2 separate regions of the Zea mays genome follow, and region 2 is linked to region 1. Evidence: chromatin contacts called from public Hi-C data. All regions are on one chromosome and are shown on one strand. The core of a region is the stretch at or near the end of the contact, and the rest is flanking DNA. Distances in the headings are between cores, read along the strand shown.

Evidence for each region. Hi-C and Micro-C count contacts between places; a contact is called where the count stands out from the background.
Region 2: a Hi-C map of endosperm shows a contact between it and region 1, with 2.8 times the contacts expected there. The contact joins the promoter of LOC100383749 here to the promoter of LOC103641426 in region 1. A contact is called at or near these places in 8 of 25 Hi-C or Micro-C datasets (bundle sheath, ear, endosperm and 3 more) and 1 of 3 datasets of contacts at active chromatin or transcription factors (leaf).

What each region holds. Positions count from the first base shown.
Region 1 is chr1:186,985,606-186,988,859 of Zm-B73-REFERENCE-NAM-5.0, forward strand. LOC103641426 (cleavage and polyadenylation specificity factor subunit 6) reads right to left here and starts at 1,729. Exons shown (of 2, transcript XM_008664777.3): 1 at 1-1,729. The coding sequence starts at 1,639.
Region 2 is chr1:187,378,797-187,382,050 of Zm-B73-REFERENCE-NAM-5.0, forward strand. It overlaps LOC100383749 (C2 and GRAM domain-containing protein), which reads left to right and starts at 1,535. Exons shown (of 9, transcript NM_001355451.1): 1 at 1,535-2,526. The coding sequence starts at 2,178.

The DNA of each region.
Region 1 (3,254 bases), core at 479-2,978:
ACCACTCCCTCTCTGGTGGCCTCTCTTTCCCATGGCTCCCCCCTTCTCCATACTGCTGATCAGAAGCTGCATCATCCCCGTAACTGGACTGTTCCTCCCCACCCCAGGCTCCCATGTTGGGATCAGGCCACATTCCACCGGCACCCATCCCAGCCCGACCAAAGAAAGCTGGGTTAACATGTGGAGCGACAACCGGCGGAAATGGCTGCATCAGCCCAGGGAATGGCATAGCCCCTGGTCCACCAGGAAAACCGCCAAACCCACCACCCATCCTTCCCATAGCGCCATAACCAGCAGGATCAAAGCCCTGCCCCAGCATTCCACCCGGTGGCATCATTGGTGGCGGCGGTGCAACCATCCCCCCATTCCCCATTATCCCGCGGCCGCCGCCAGCTGGGCCCATCCTGTTCCTCATGTTACCAACAGGGCCTCTGTTCCCCATGCCTCCGCCACCTCTTCCCCAATTTCCACCACCTCCGCCTGCTCCACCACCGGCACCAGATCCAACAGCTCCTCCACGCCCACCACCATAATTACCGCCCACCTGTGGCCCTGCGGCACCACCGCCCCCTCTGCCACCCTTGGGCTGCATATTCGATGTCTGTGCAGCCATAGCCTGCTGGTTCTTCACCTGCGCCTCGCCCATGCGGCGAACGCTGTTGGGTGTGGCGAATGCCACAACACATGGACGTCCATTAAATGTGTGCCCGTTCATGGCCTCCTTGCAGGCAGCAGCTGCGCCAGGGTCATAGAAATCGACCTGGCAGTAGCCCTTGGACTTGCCGCTGGCCTTCTCGTCAAAGAACCTCACCTCCTTGACCGAACCATACTTGATAAGCTCAGATTCCAGATCCGCGTCCGTCGTCCACCAGTGGAGTTCCCCCACGAACAGCGTCGTGCCGCCAGGGCCGTCACCCCCGCCAGCAGCGCCACCATTCCCGACCACGATGGGGCCGCCGGCGAAGTTCCCTCCAGATCGGTGGAACCCGTCGCCTTGCTGAATCTGGTGGTGCTGAGCTGGCGGCGGCGCGGGCGCGGCTAGCGGCTGAGGCGGCGGATGGAGGTTGGTCTGACCTGGAGGTATGCCAGGAGCAGGGACGGCCACCCCCGGGATGCGTACCTGCTGCGGCGGCGGCGGGACATGCGGCGGCGGCGGTGGGAGGGTGTGGGCCGGCGGCTGCTGCTGTGGTGGCGGAGGGGGCTGCTGCTGTGGCGGAGGATGGAGCTGCTGCGGCGGTGGGGCCTGCTGAGTCGGAGGCCGCGGTGGTGGCGCCTGGTGGGAGGCGTGGAGGAAGCCGTCCCCGACGTTGACGTCGTTGTATAGGTCGTCGAAGTCGTCGTCGTCTCCGTAGTACTGGTCTACGTCCTGGACCGCGGAGATAGCCTCGTTGCGGTGGAACGCCGGGTCGCCGGCGGGGTCCATGGCGGCGGCGGGGCGATGTCTAGGGTTAGGGTTTTCGGGATCCGTGTGGGCGGAGGGAGTCGGGAGCGGAGGTGCAGCAGGTGGAGCTGGTGTTGAAGTTGACGCTGTTGGCGCGGGCGCTGAGGGGGTGGGGCCCTGGTGTCGGTGGCTTGTGCGGAGGAAGGTGTGAGAATGTTCCCTTGTTGACTGATAGTGGGCTTCTATCCAGTGGGTCATAACGTGTTGTGAGTCTTTCAAGCCCAGTAGAACTGCGCTTTTCCCTTTTTTGTTTTCTTTTTTTCTGACAACACAGTAGAACTACCCTTGTGAAGCTCAAACGTCATCGTCTTCTACCCTCAGAAATGGTAGATATGCATGTTCGCTCTGGTTTGCTGTAGCTTTAATTCGGGTGGAGCTATGACTTCTAAAGTATTTTATCTCTATCGATTGCAGCTGCAACAGTTCAAACAGCTACGACGGCTATGACTACAGGGCAGCCAAACAGATTATCATCTCTGGTTTGGGAGCTGCAGATAATCTCTAGTTTGGGAGTGCTGACAACTGGCATCCCATACTATTAAAACATCATCTTTTTCTAGCTTGAACTGGAGCATGAACATAAGAACAAACTCGAGGTGACACTCACTCGCACCGTCAATCACACAGTCAAGTCTAGTCAAGCTTGCAACCACTCTTGCATGCATAACTGCATACATACGTATAACCGTCGGATTTGAGAGAGAGGCAGATCCAACGGTTGCAAATAAACATGCCAAAAATACCCGCCCATTTTCGGCCTCCGTATGGCGCGCACCACCCCATCGGCTACCGCCCTCGTCGGCAGGCCGCAGGCGGACGAGAGGAGACCATGCACTCAACATGCCGCGACGCAGAGAGACAAACAGAGACCCCCCAAACATAGCCACCGACTCCACCGTGCTCCTCTCATCGTCGCTTATATATAGCTCCCGTGGCGACGCTAGCTACCTTCCATGTGTTGTGACACCGCCACACACTAGTCGGGGAAAACGATCGAACGAGCACAGGCACGCACGCACCATGGCCCGCGCTCTTGCCCTCTCCGCCTTCCTCCTCGTCGCCTCCGCCGCCGTGGCTTTCGCCGCGGAGGCCCCGGCAGCCTCGCCGAAGCATTCGGCCTCCACGCCGTCAAAGGCACCCAGCAGTTCGCCCGACAAGTCTGAGAAGGCCCCCACGGCGTCGCCTGAGAATGCTGCAGAGACACCGAAGGCAACCCCGGCCAAGGCCCCGGCGACGGCCTCCAAGTCAGAGGCGTCGCCTTCCGAGGCGCCCGACTCCGGGTCCAGCGCTGCGTCACCTACTAGCGAGAGCGCCGCGTCAGAGAAGGCCCTCGCCGGTGCCCCCAAGGACTCGTCGGCCAGCCCTTCCGCGTCCCCGTCCGAAGATGAAGCCGCCGCATCGCACGATAGCAGCAGCGGCGGTGGCAGTGCCGCCTCGGAAGAGCCGTCGACGGCCGAGGCCGGCGGCGAATCAGCCGATAGTCCACCCGAGCCAGCCCATGCTTTGGAGTCACCAGCAGAGTCTCCTGGCCCGGCCGCTGACCACGAGAGCGGCAGCCCGAGCATGGGCACCGGTATCGTCCTGGCCATGCTGGCCGCCGCTGCCACCGCGATGCTTCCTTTCTAGATGACCATGGTGGCTTTGAGCTAGCATCATAGTCACAGAGCAGCAATTCTTCTGGGAATCTATGTTCTCATGGTCATGCATGGGAATGGGAGTCGATATGACTACGCTTATTAGGAGTTTATGAATTTCTCCTCAAGATATCTAGGCCTTTGTTTCATCCTTTGGGACTGGTTGGTTAACTTTTTTG
Region 2 (3,254 bases), core at 285-2,784, 390 kb after region 1:
GGACGAGGCCGCACGGTGGGATGACCTCGTCGCAGGTCTTCGTCCGATGTCGTATGGGGCGAAGGGTGTCCCTGCCCGTTGTCTTGTCTCCGTTAGACCAACGACTACGGCGAAGGCCTCGAGCGAAGGGTGGCGTCTTCGCCTTCGCCCCAACAGCGGGCGGCGGCGTCCCGTGCACGCTTCTGTAGCCTGGCCCAATTGTAACCGTCGCTACCCACAACCCATAGCCCGCGAGAGTGGACATTGACCACGAGTCTGTTCGCTTGGCATTAATCCATATCAACTTCTACTATAGTGTTTTTGTCTCTATATATCGCAGCTGCAGCAGTTTAAACAGCCAGTAATTCGAAGCGAACAGCCACAACTATGTCTGTGCTATTAGAATTTGCTGTCTTGGCATGTCTGTATTTTTTATAGATGATTGTACGAATCTATAATAATCTAAATAATTGCCTTACATCGTAATGATTTGGATTATGGATTATAAAGTTGAGTAGGTTAAAATTAGCTGAGAAATTTAGAACGGATCAGGGTGTTTGAATGCACTATAGATAATAGTTAGTGGTTAAAATTAGCTAGAGACATTCAAACATCCTAGCTAATAGTTCAGCTATTAGATATTTTTAGTAAATTAGGTACTAGTTAGCCAACTATTTGTTAGCTAGTTAATTCTACTAGTATATTTTTAGCTAACGAACTATTAGCTCTAGTGCATTCAAACACCCCCTAATAGACCAGCTAAATCGTTAGTTATATCATTTAAATTGCTATTTAGTTATTAGTTGCAAGCTAACAACTTATTAGTTGATTAACAATTAGCTCTAAAGATTTAGAGGGACCTAAGATATATAGATTATAATAATTTATTCTCTTGGTCCTAGAATGTAGTCTCTCTTGCTAAATCCAACTCATATATCCTGATATCCATTCGCTCAGTCAAAATGTGGGAAAACTTTTATGCACCCTTGTTTGTCAAACGTTGAAGTAAAATGTTTGACAGTTTTTTTAATCTTATTGTCGAGCTTTCATTTCATTTTATCAGGGCAGCAAGGTAACTGGTTTTTGCCAGCTTTTGCTCTTAGCACCAGCAGCATAATAGCAAAAGTGCTGATTTTTTTTGGGTCGAGGCATATTGACAAAAGTAACCACATATCGTGAGACAAACTTTCCCTCTCGTGAACAGCAAACCAAAGATTCATCTGGAAGTTAATTGAATTTTACATCGAACCAAAAAAAATCACCTGTTAACGCTACTAAAAACGCCAAGAATTCACTTTTTTTTTCCTGAACGTTTGGCACTCGCAGTAATGGAGCAAAGCCAAACAGAGCCATAGCCGTCAGTTATGTGCCGTAAACCTGACGAGTTTCTCCAAAGGTCTTGCGGTTTCAAAAGGCAGGCGACGGCGACCCGAACCGCGGGGAAGGGCCGAGGAAACAAGATTCGCGAGGGGGAGAAAAGGAAAGGAGAGTAGGAGACAACACGAGGCGCCGAATCGAAACAGGGAAAGCCAAGGCCCCTCCCCCGCGTACGCGTCACTGTGCGGCGCCTCCCCCTTCCTCGCTCCGCTTTCTGCTCTGTTCGTGTGTGAGTCGTTGACGAAACCCCAAGTCCATGTGGGAGGTTTTGACTTGATCCAACCAAGAACGCGCATTTCAGCCGTAAAATACTCGTACCGGTTTCCAGGTCCGGTCGCGTCTTGCTCTCTTCCGTCCCTCATTTGCCTTCCCGTCCCTGCTATTCGCGTGTGGGCCTTTGCTTACCCATTCTTGCTTCCGCTGTCTTTGCTGCGTGTAAATCTGATCCAGTACTTGTGTGTCCGCGTCACTGGGGATTCTTTACTTTAAGTTGGATTTGGCAATGTCAATGGAAGGAGCGATATCTGATCTGAATTGGTGACATTTCTTGCTGCTGCTTTGGTCCTGGGGTGGGCGGATTGGAGAGCGACCACTGTCTTGCCGGTTGCTTTTGGGGTAGCTACTGTTCTTGTGAATTTCTGATGCGGAGTTTCGCTCAGGATAGGGAAAGGAGTGATCTATAGATTTCTAGGCTTCTGTAGGGAAAGAAGTGATCTTTGATAGATTTCTACGCTTCTGTTGGCGATTCCTCTTCATCTCAACTTGGGGATTTCTGCCGAGGAGACTTTCCTGACTGGTTTGGGTTCAGCTGAGGAGCAGAGATGAGGTTGTCTGTTCGTGTGATCGAGGCCCGCAACCTGCGGGCCATGGACTCCAACGGCTTCAGCGACCCGTACGTGAAGCTGCAGCTCGGGAAGCAGCGATTCAAGACCAAGGTGATCAAGATGAACCTCAACCCGACTTGGGATCAGGAGTTCAGCTTCCTTGTCGGTGATATCAAAGATGTGCTCAAGCTTGATGTCTATGACGAGGACATCCTCCAGATGGATGACTTCCTGGGCCATTTGAGGGTGCCATTAGAGGATGTGCTGTCTGCCGATGACTTGTCGCTTGGTACCCGGTGGTACCAGCTTCTTCCCAAAGGCAAAACCAACAAGACCGTCGACTGTGGTAATGATGGACATTCATCTAGTTTTGTTCTTCATTTTTTGTTTGTTATATGTTCAGATATGCATCCTTCTGTTGAAGGCTAAAATGAGCCTTGCGGACGGTCCGGCCCTGAGGCCGGACGGTCCGCGGTCCGGACGGTCCGCGGTGGCGGCGCGGACGGTCCGCGGTGGCGGCGCGGACGGTCCGCGCGCGCGCAGAGTCAGTTAGGGTTCCTAGTTTCTCGCGGGATTTGTTACCTAAAACCGCGGGATTAACTCGGGAAACAGTTGGAAACGGATCCAGACCTCCCCCTTTATATAGATGAAGGGCTACGGCCGATTGAACCCCCCAACAATCGAACAAATCAAGTCTATTTCTCGTTTTTACCTTACGCATTAGGAATAGTTATAGTCTAGTTCTAGGTTAGCCTCTCAATCCTCAAATCCTCCGCTTCTCTTCGACTCTACGTCGATTAGAAGAGTCTAGGTCGGCCTGCCGAGCCTAGACAACTCCTAGGATCTCTCCTCCCCGACGGGGTCCCTCCCGGGAGCGAGATCCAGGCGCCGCCGGCGACCTTTCGCCGCCCCCTGCGCACGCGCGGACCGTCCGGCCCTAGGGCGCGGACCGTCCGGCCGTCAGGCAGGGAACGCCAGCCTCTGTTCCAGGTCGCGGACCGTCCGGACCCTGGTTGCGGACCGTCCGCGCCTGACCAGAGAGCACCGCCGCTGGTTCTTTTGAAGTGTTTGGCG